2 separate regions of the Pan troglodytes genome follow, and region 1 is linked to region 2. A link is a contact called in public Hi-C data. All regions are on one chromosome and are shown on one strand. The core of a region is the stretch at or near the end of the contact, and the rest is flanking DNA. Distances in the headings are between cores, read along the strand shown.

The links. A called contact is a pair of places that touch in the nucleus more often than the background predicts.
Region 1: a Hi-C map of stem cell-derived neural progenitor cells shows a contact between it and region 2, with 4 times the contacts expected there. The contact joins the promoter of CEBPD here to the enhancer-like site in region 2. A contact is called at or near these places in 2 of 7 Hi-C or Micro-C datasets (blood and stem cell-derived neural progenitor cells).

What each region holds. Positions count from the first base shown.
Region 1 is chr7:56,281,529-56,286,845 of NHGRI_mPanTro3-v2.0_pri, forward strand. It overlaps CEBPD (CCAAT enhancer binding protein delta), which reads right to left and starts at 3,256. Exons shown (of 1, transcript XM_003951258.6): 1 at 1,989-3,256. The coding sequence starts at 3,196. The coding sequence ends at 2,387. It overlaps SPIDR (scaffold protein involved in DNA repair), which reads left to right. Exons shown (of 20, transcript XM_063817068.1): 20 at 379-993. The coding sequence ends at 522.
Region 2 is chr7:56,057,259-56,062,646 of NHGRI_mPanTro3-v2.0_pri, forward strand. All of the region lies in intron 8 of SPIDR (scaffold protein involved in DNA repair), which reads left to right. It also overlaps the pseudogene LOC464160. Among named protein-coding and RNA genes, the nearest start is that of CEBPD, 220 kb to the right of the region's middle. Within about 2 kb of position 2,488, at least 11 of the 24 cell types and tissues checked have an H3K27ac peak or open chromatin away from gene starts, as enhancers often do. A contact at or near this core is called in stem cell-derived neural progenitor cells, where this site is marked.

The DNA.
Region 1 (5,317 bases), core at 2,006-4,505, 230 kb after region 2:
TGCTAGATTGAGGAAGTGTCCTAAAGGAAGTGGGAGACAGCTGTGGGCACTGTGTGCCCAGCCCCGGCCTTCCCAGCAGAGTCTGTGTGCATCGTGTCCCAAGTAAAAACAATTCAGTTACCAGAATGGGGTAGTTCCTTCACTTGCTAAAATAAATGGATATGTGTGTGTGTGTGTGTGTGTGTGTGTGTGTGTGTGTGTGTGTGTAGTGGCTCTTCATTTGTTTCTCCTTCCTACCACTGTTCTCAGCCATTTGAGGAGTGGAAGGTCGTGGACTGGGGAAAGGGCCTTCCACTCTGGCTCTCTGGTTTTCCGTGTTGTTGGGAACAGTACGTCCCAGGCTGTTTGCTTTAACCAGCGTGCCTTTTATCACTGCAGAGCTACGAAGTGAAGAGTGTCCTCGGAAAGGAAGTGGGGTTGTTAAATTGTTTTGTCCAGTCCGTAACCGCCCACCCGACCAGCTGCATTGGATTGGAGGAAATCGAGCTTCTGAGTGCAGGAGGGGCCTCTGCAGAACACTAGCGGTTGCCGCAGGATCTGTGAACTTTGCAATGTGGCTGCAAGGGTGGTGGTGGTGGTGGTGGTGATTTGGGGTAGTTATTTGTTAACTATGGACACAGTGAACGTAGTTTACGATCTTGAAATGAAACTTAGATTTTTCTGGGGAAATGTTCAGATACAGTTTTGTGAACTGTAAATCAAAATACCTTTTTCTACAGTTTATCTTTTATTTTCTGCAAATTTAGGAACATATTTACTCTTGTTTTCACATTGAATCTTAAGTTTAAGCTCTTCATTTGGTATTTAGGCAATATATGAGAAAAAAATTTTTTGTTCATTTGTAATTTTAACAAGTTGAACATTTTACCATGATTGAACATGTTTTTATTACAGTATTTGTTTTAACATTCCCCCAAAGAATACCCTGCAAAGTGTAAACCTTTGTCCCATACTGTGATATTACTGTTCTGCTACAATAAATGTCAAACCTAAGCACTTTGCAGTTCACTACTTTTGGGAAAATGTTCTAGGGAACTGTATCACAGGTGAAACTGTTACCCATAAAGTGTAGCTCTCTGAACTGGTGTGATCGTGTCTCTGCTGAATGGTGGTGGGGATAGCTGGCTCCACCACACACACCTGTTTTAATTAGGCTGGGTAATGTGCACGGAGAGCAAAGATCACAGACTAAGGAGCAGTCGGTTATTTGCTTTGCTGGCAGAGATTTAAACCAAGAATTAATTATCTTTGGACACTATAAAGATTTTGTTCCCTTCCTTATAGCAATATAATCATGACAGGCCATGGTTAACTACATCAGATACACGTAGCAGCCGTGACCAAGAAATGGTGCCCTAATACCAAGTGTTCTTGGGTTAAAGGCAGGCGGCTTTTTAATTAAATCTTAAAGCACTGCAATTACTGGCAAGACAGCTGGTCTTAAGCAGTTTTGTGACTGCCCTTTTCATCCACTACATGACTATTCCGGCCTTTCTGGAGCACTTTTGAAAATCTACTTGACTCTGTCCACAAGACTGAGGAAAGTGAAAGCAAAGTCCCAGGAAAGCGGGAGATGATTCAGCCCGGGGTTCTGCCCCTCGCCCCTCCAGCAGCCTCTACAGTTAGGGAGCTCTTGAACTGTTTTCAGCAGGGGCCCCCAAAAAGTCAACCCTTCCCCAGGTTTGCGTTCTTCGGGAGAACACCTTCTGCTGGAAAGCTGCTAGCTTACCTGAGCTCAGCCGTGCTCCACCTAGCTTAGGCAAGTTAAATAAGGCCAGGAGAGAGCCTTTAATGCGTTTTAAAAGCGACAGACCCTCTCTCCTGAGTAGCTCGGGCCTGCGCCCCATCCCCCCGCCCCCCACACACACACACCTGGCGCCCGTGCTCCCTGGTGTTCGCTGGCTGCGGGTCTGGAACGCACCCTTCCCGAGCCGGGTCCTGCGCCACCGGCGGGCGGGCGGGAGTCACTGCGAATATAGGAAGCAGGGGCGATTTCAAATGCTGCTTTATTCTTACAAATACTGTAAAAATTAATATAAAAAAGTGAGCATGCTCAGTCTTTTCCTCTTATCTACAATACAAAGGGTTTGTCTGAAAAGTCTGGTTTTTTTTCTTTTTACAAATGTACCTTAGCTGCATCAACAGGAGTAAGATGTAGAAAAAGCTACCATTACAAAAATAATTTAAGGGAAAATAAACACGTTTAGCTTCTCTCGCAGTTTAGTGGTGGTAAGTCCAGGCTGTAGCTTCTTTGCGCTCCTATGTCCCAAGAAACTGCAGCGGGCACCCGGCGGCTCTGGCTGCGCCAGGGCAGGGCGCGCTCCGCTCCGGGCCGTCGGGTCTGAGGTATGGGTCGTTGCTGAGTCTCTCCCGCCCCGGCCGCGCGTTACCGGCAGTCTGCTGTCCCGGCGGCCGGCAGGAAGGGCGGGCTGGGCAGCTGCTTGAAGAACTGCCGGAGGCCGGCCAGGTCCCGCGTGAGCTGCTCCACGCGCTGGTGCAGCTTCTCGTTCTCAGCCGACAGCTCCACCAGCTTCTGCTGCATCTCCTGGTTGCGCCGCTTGGCCTTGTCGCGGCTCTTGCGCACGGCGATGTTGTTGCGCTCGCGCCGCTGCCGGTACTCGGGGCTGCCGCGGTCCGGGCCCCTCTTGCCGGAGCTCTTCTCCCGGGCGGGGCCGGGCGCGGGGGTCTGCCTGGGGCTGCTGCGCGGCGGCTCCGGCGACGTGGGCGGGGTGGGCTGCCCTGCGGCCGCCAAGCTCACCACGGTCTGTGCGCACGCGGCCACCTGCGCGGGCAACAGCGAGCCGGGCGCGTCGCCGTCGCCCCAGTCGGGCTCGCGCTTGAGCGGGCGCGGAGCGGCAGGGCCCGGGCCCAAGGGGCGCGCGGGGCCGCCGGGAAGAAGCTCCAGGGGCCCCGCGCCGCCCGCCTTGTGATTGCTGTTGAAGAGGTCGGCGAAGAGCTCGTCGTGGCACAGCTCCAGGGTGGGCACGGCGGCCATGGAGTCGATGTAGGCGCTGAAGTCGATGGCGCTCTCGTCGTCGTACATGGCGGGGGCGGCGGCGCCTGGCTCGCCTAGGGCCCCTGGCTCGGCCCCGCGGCCCGGCTTGCCCGCCCGGCCCGGTTCGTAGAAGGGCGCAGGCTCCGCAGGCCAGGGCGCGCCGCGCGCCGGGCCGTCCAGGCTGAAGAGCGCGGCGCTCATGGCGGCGTCGGGCCGGGCTCTGCGTCCAAGCGAGGCTGTCACCTCGCTGGGCCCAGCCCCGCCGCCTTTTCTAGCCCCGGCTGACGTGCACGCCCCGCCCCGACTCCGGCACCGCGGGGGCGCCCCGGGGCCGCGGGGGAAGGGGCGGGGGCGCCCTGGGAGCCCCCCGGAGCCGCCCCGAGGCTTCCCGGGGCGCGCCCTCTCTCAGCTCCTCCCCGGGGCCCCCTCCCCGGCCCTGGGGACCCCCAGCCCACGTTGTAGGAGGGTGCCCGCGCTGCTGCTCCCTCCCCGGCCCGGGCCGGCCCGCGCTGCGCTGCTGGGAATGACACTCCCTCTGCCAGCACTCCAGGGCCTTCTCTTCTTCCTGTTTGTGGGCTTGGAACCTCCTCGCTCCTCGGGGCTGGGAGTGAAATCAAAACCAGGACTTGGCCGCAGCGCGCGCGTCCCAGGCCGGCTTCTGTCGCCGGAGGGCGGGGGGTGGAGACCCGTGGGAGAGGACCCGCGCGTCCAAGGACGCCCCCCGACCGTGGGCACGCGCGTGAGGCCCTCGCCCCGCGCCTCCACCGTGGGACCAGAGGCGGGAAGAGGCGCGGGGGACCAGACGTGGGGACAGCGGCGGCCTGGCAGGCGGGGAGGGCTGCCCGCACCGCACTCGGGCGCCTCGGGGAATCCGGGCCGGTTCTCGCTGCTCTCCTCGGAGGTCCCGGGTCCGGCCGGCCCTGGGGGTCGAGGCCCAGAGACGCGGCTGCTGCGTCCTGACCGAAAGGCCGACGGGACGCTGTCGCCAAAAGCAGAGCAGATGGGGGAGACGCGGTCACGACATCGCGTCCTCCGCCGGCTCCTCGAGGTGCGGGCTCTCCGGCCGGACGCTACTCCCCGACCCCGCAGGCCCGGGCGTCCGCCGCCAGCTCCCGCGCCCGCGTTTCTTCCAGGTCTACGGAAGCAGTGCCATCGTGTGGCGGCATCTTGCGTTAGACCTGTTTTTAGTTCCAGGCTCTTTCCCTGTTAAATATTCCAAAAAAGTGCCTTGAACCTAAAGTAGTTGGGTCCTTTTTGGGAAACAGGTAAGATCTACCAGTAGCTATAGCAGGGTGCAGATGGGCCTCGACTCACCATGGGGTTACATCCCGGTAGACCCATCGCACACTGAAAATGTCTTAAGTAAGAATGGGCTTTGTCATGTGTCCTGCAATTTGAGGCAGGCATTTCTGGTCAGACCCATTTATTATTTTAAATTAAAAATATGGTTTTTTTCAGCCGAGCACAGTGGCTCATGCCGGTAATCCCAGCACTTTGGGAGGCTGAGGTGGGCGGATCACTCGAGGTCAGGAGTTTGAAACCAGCCTGGTCAACATGGTGAAACCCCATTTCTACTAAAAATACAAAAATTAGCCAAGCGTAGTGGCGTGCGCCTGTAATCCCAGCTACTCGGGAGGCTGAGGCAGGAGAATCGCTTGAACCCGGGAGGCGGAGGTTGCAGTGAGCCGAGATCGTTCCATTGCACTCCAGCCTGGGCGACAGAGCGAGACTCCATCTCAAAAAAAAAATTGAGATGGGATCTCACAATGTTGTCCAGGCTGGTTTCAAACTCCTGGGCTTAAGAGATTCGCCGGCCTCAGCCTCCCAAAGTGCTGGGATTACAGGCGTGAGCCACCATGTCTGGCCCAAATCCATTAAATCACTATCGCTAGTCACACCTGCTCCATGTCGAGTCTCTTCCTGCGCAGGCCTCTCACCAGATCTGCGTCGGAACACCAAGCTCTACTAACTGCTGTGCAGTTTCTGCAGTCAGTTCCAGAGGTCATTTCTAACGTTGCACTATGGGATATTTAATAGGTTTCCTAAAGAACAAACATATTTCTTTAGAGTTACTCAGAGGGTACACAATGATGATGTCACACAATTAATTACCTATTAAGACTGAAATCCAGCAATGCGTAGAGTGTGGACTTACGCACATCCAGAAAAAGTTCTAGCACAAATTGTTTTGTTCTCATATATTTCAGAAGCCATAGAAACACTATTAAAGCCCTCCCTAATCAATCACTTAGGGAATGCAAAATCAATATTTATAAGGGATAACCATATCCTCCTAAAAACAACTCAGAGACTATTTTCAGT
Region 2 (5,388 bases), core at 1,238-3,737:
GGGTTTTTTTCCTAAAAATTCTCACCTCAGAAGTTGCCCAAAACTCAACTCATGAAGGAATCTTCAGTCTCATTATTAATCAAAAAAAGTTAAATTAAAATATCTTGGCAAAATGTCTGTGTCAACTCTATGTGTAATTATGTGTGCACACACAAATGCTGACAGAGTTACAGTGCGGAGGCTGAAATGTGTAATTGTCTTACTGAGTACAGTTCTTTTGGAAATTAGCATAGCAATATGTAGCAAATGTCAAAAGAAATTGCATACTTAATCTAGATGTCCATGCCTGCAAGTTTATTCCAAGGAAATTGTTTAGCATAAAAAAATTATGTGCATAAAGCATTTTTTTTGCAATAGAACTCTTCTCTCCCTCCCAAAAATTATTTTAAAGTTTTAGAGTTTCATAAAGTATGAAAGATCATAATATATTAAATAGAATGGGGAAATATTCAGTAGAGTATTTGCAAAAAAAACCAAAATGTTGTGTATAATGTAGTTGCACAAACAGTTAACAAATATACTTGTTGAATTGTTGATAGAGTCTAGGAAGTTACAAGTGAAAAATTGTATAAGAATTATGTGTATGTTTGGAATTTTTTGCAATAATTACAATCTTCAGTTTCTATGTCTATATAATATTTCTTTTTAGTGAAAATACATCCACTACTTGTTTTTGGTTGTTTTTATTTTTTTCATTAAAGTCCATTGATCATCACAAAAACCCAGGAAATACAACTAAGGAGAAAACAAATGTTCAACCAACACCTAAGAACCCAGAGCTGTGGAGGAGATGTCACACTGGACTACTGGTGTGCACAAGGGGGCAGGAGGGATGATCCCCATGGGGCATGGCCACTGGCTGTGGGAAACACAGGAGAGAGGCCAGGCAGCTGCCTGGGCAGTTAGGTTCACCACTGCATGATGGCAGCATTGAGCAGGTTGGCTTCCTTCAGGGTCCAGCTCTCGTCAGCCAGCTCTTTGTTTGGGAAAGTAGTCATGAGGATAAAGCTGGTGGCAGCCATGGCTGGCTGGGCATCCACAATGAAGAGTTGGATGTTGCTGATCCTGTGGCTGTGGTTAAATTTCTGCACCAGCCTCCCACCGTCTGCAAGCCGAATTTGGATGTTTGTGGTAGTCTCTGATTTGACGATTAAGATGGAAGAGTTGGCTTTGGCTTCATTTTCTGCCAGTTGGACTGGAGAGATGGTACTCAACACCTAGGGGGCAGTGCTGCTCGGTGTCTGACCGTCGCCAGTGAAGGGCTTTGAAGGCTTATTTGGACTTCATAAAGTCCTCGTCCTGATGGTCCTCCATATCCAAGTTCGCCTGTCCACTGTGAGCTAGCCTCCACAGCTCTGCTGGCACCTCCCTTCTGTGGATAGACTCCAGAAACTGGGCATCGGATGGGTCTCAGTAGCTTCTGAGTTCTCCATTATCCAGGCTGAATCCACTCTTGCAGAGTTTCAGTACTACATGAACATCTTGGCTGGAATGATGTCTCTTTTCTCCTGCCACATAAGCAGACTCTTCCTCTGGTGCTGCCCCAAGGCCATAGCCATCTCCGGCAAATGGTCTTGGTGTACTGGTCTCTCCAGGTCTGTTGGTCACTCGCTCCACAGCTACAGCTCCATGCTCTTTGGCACCTTTAAAGAGATCATCCACCAGCTCATTGGAACTCTTCTTTCTGGGAGGGCCAACAATCTGCTGTCCACTTCTCTCTGAGGCCCCAGCATAAAACCTCTGGCCTTCCTCCTCTTCCTCATCCTCATCTTGGTCATGAGTGAGATCTCTAAAGGATGTCACTCTATTATCACTAGGGGCTGTGCCTCTGGACACTGAACTGGGGGTTGCCTGTGAAATGGTTATGATGTCTTCCCCTCTGTCCTCATAAAAGCTCGCTAGCGCAATCTGCAAGTCCCAGGTAGCCGACTTGAGGAAGAAGCAGGCCCGGTCCTGCTCGGTGCCCATCACCCCCACGAACTCTCTCAGCGACTTCTGTTGCTCCGCTGCCGTCTTCATCCCATGCGCCTCCCCACATCCACTACTTTCTTATCGTTTCTAAAGCATCCTTGAATGGGACTTTTGTCTTTCTCCTGAGAGGGAGCTTAGCGACTGGGTTGTTGAGGATGGTTTAATAGAGGGGGATGTGCTAGCTGAAACCCAAACTCTTGTGTTGTTCGTCTCACCCTGTCTACACACTGTTGCCTATGGTGATTGGGCCGCTGAGGATTGTTGTTAATCAGTTTTTACTTGTTTTTCTCCTCCCCCAAGTCCAAAAGTGTTTTGAAGATAAACAGTAAATATGGCTTATAAAGCCAGCTCTGTTCCCCCTCTCTCTGTTTTGGGAGGAAGACATTGTGCATTTTTAGAGCATAACATGAAGGAGGTTTTAGTATAATATGATTTAGTGCAGGCCTCAGCTGCTATCTCTCCCAGCGGTTTTGCTGGAGGCTGGAGCTTCCCGACAGCCCTGACCACGGAGAGGTGGAATGTGGCGCTGACGTCACGGCCGCTCCTGGGAATGTTTTGCATTCCTCTTCCTGGCAGTGGTCAGGTGGCTTCCAGCAAGAATGAAGGACAGCAGCTTCCAAAGAAGAAAAAAAGAGAGGAGGAAAAGGACAGTTTATAATCAAAGTATTGCGGGGGAGGCACTTTTATTCTGAGCCAAAATTGAAATTAGAACCAGATGTCTTGCATTCCAATGCGGCACGAATGTTAAATAAATTTATTAATGACTGTAATAACTAAGCTATTTGGCTTTTTACTGAACTTAAGTCTTGAAATTCTGTAAGAATTATGGAAAAACGACTTCTTGTAGTTGACATTTTAACTATGAAAGCAGCTTTCTGACTGTAAAAGCAAGGACCCTGATGAAATAACCCTCTAGTTAATCTACAGGCTGTTTTAAGGTCTGTTAATATTCTGAAAGGTCACTTCTGAAACATAAAATCTCTGTAATCTATTAACATAGTTTGTGCTGTTCAAACAAATTTAAGCCAATCATTGAGAGAGGTAAACTCTGTTTTAGCATCTGCTGCAGAATGTCTTTTCTCAAAATATTTACACTTCCAATGTTATTTCTGTACATTACTGCTCAAACCAGATATTCAAAACAAAACAGATTCTTAACAAACAGGTTTTGCCCAAGTCTTACAACTCTGCAATAATATGTGTAATAGAAAAATAGACAGTAATTGAAAAGTTTGTGTTTTTCTTGTCTTCCAGCCACTAAAGTACCTCTGTTCAAAATCACTATACGGGTTTAGCTAATTACAATCTATACGTCTGTATTTTAAAATAAAATGTTATACTTTTTAAAAAAAACTTGATGTCTTTCAGTAGATTTGGACTCATTTTGATATAACAGCAGTTACATTAACAACAATTCTCCAGTTTAGGTGAAATCTGTTTGAATACTTCCTGTTATACATTGAAATGGAAAGTTGGCTTCCTCTTGTAGGTCATGTTGCTGGTGAGGAATTTCCAGAAATCTGGAGAAGTGCTGACTCATAGTATACAGTAGACTGATCCAGCAACAGTAGGACTTGAGGGGGTTTTTTGAGCTATTGGCTGAGGCAAGCAAAATATGTGGCTGTAATGTTTCATTTTATTTTTAGATATAAGGGTGAGGGAGGAGGAGAGACTATTGCTTGGCATGGGATCTATGTTAATAGCTTTAAAATGGCTACAAGTTCTAGGGTTAGAGGTGTGTCTAAATGTGTGTTTTCCTACAGTCTATTATTAGAATTTGGAAAACAGGTTGTTTTTGCTATAGTCACCCTACTGTTGTTCTCTCTGCCTCTTGCCCACAGGTGAACCATGTGCCTTCTTGGGCTGTGGTTGGTGACTCACCATGGGTTCTATAATGTGAAAGTCACATAGTACTTGCATTCAGGAGAGTGCTGCAGAAAAAGGTCCATGGCATTGCACCTTTTGTATCTGATCAAAAGTCCCTGAATCTAATAATAACAATTTAAGTATTAGCTGACAGGAGTACAGAGAAAAACTAGCATTTGTTGCCTTTAATATGCCTGCTTGTGTCCTGTATATTTTACATTCGTTAAGTTGTCTGACTCTGAAGTTACTGATTGAGGTTATTTTCATTCATTTGATATAGAAATGACTGCTAGATTGGGTTTGGTACAGGGATTTCTAAAACAAAAACTCACCACCTAAACTCATCCCTGGTCTCATAAAGTTAATATATCCCAAATGCACTTATCTATCAATTCTACAAACATGCACTCACTGCTCTGTGTTGGTGCTGATGACATGGAGAAGAGGAAAATGTGCTCCTTGTTACCTGTTTGAGGGGAGGGAGGCGCTGGGAGCCCACTGCAGGGGATGTGTCTACAGAAATATGTATAGTGTTACTTTTCAGTTACTATGGTAGAAATCTAAGGAAACAGTGAGGCATAAAAGAGGGGTATGCTCAAATCTGTGCTAAAGTCTGTGGAAGTGGTTTTTTGGATGTGATTCTGAGGCTGTCAGAGTTACTGATTGAAAGTAATTTGAATAGGCAATGTTAGGAGAGACATAAAAAATAGAAATCAGAATATGATGAGGGAGATAAGGGAAATATAAGTATTTAGGTGACTGATATTAAGATATCTGAAAAGGAAAAACAAATAAACAATATACTACAAATTATATTTGTATGTGCTTTGAGGCCAACACCCAAAACAGCACACATGGTTTCACAAGCACCTCTGACTGCTTTCAAAGGCTGTAAAAGGCTATGCTTTTCAAAGACATTCTACCCTTATGTTTCTGAGGTTTATATTTTTCATCATTTCTGAGGAATTTGAATGGCTATTTGTTAATCATAAGGATTCACAAAATCATAGAAATTATTTTAAACACGATTTCCTGTTTTCTTTAAAGTTCAACAAAAGGAAGAGCATATGTCCTCCTTTTGAACAGAGGTCCCAGGGCAGGGTAGGGGATGGAAATGGGAGGCTGGGCCACACTGTGCTGTGGAGGCTTAACCTCCACATCTGACCCCCACTAGCCTTCAACTGATTCTAGTGTGCTTTCTGACAATAGCCCATTACTTAAATTTTCTATCTGCCAGTTTCTTCTGCTAAAAGATCTTCTGCTAAAGAAACCAGTGACCTATTTTGGTGCTTATGAGGAATTACTTACAGAATTAAGCTCATAGTTCAAAATATGAGGGATTGTTCTCTGCTTTTTTAAGTGTGTGTTCTCCAAACACTTAGCAAAGAAGAACCTTGTCAACATCTGCCTGATAATTCTGTCTGAGAATCAACTGAATACTGTTATGTGGTTGTCCTGAGCTTTGATGTCCTCTGGTATAGAAAAGACTGAAAGTGATGAAGGTGGGGTATAATTAAGGCCTGCCACTGTCCCCAAGGATCCTTGGGAAGT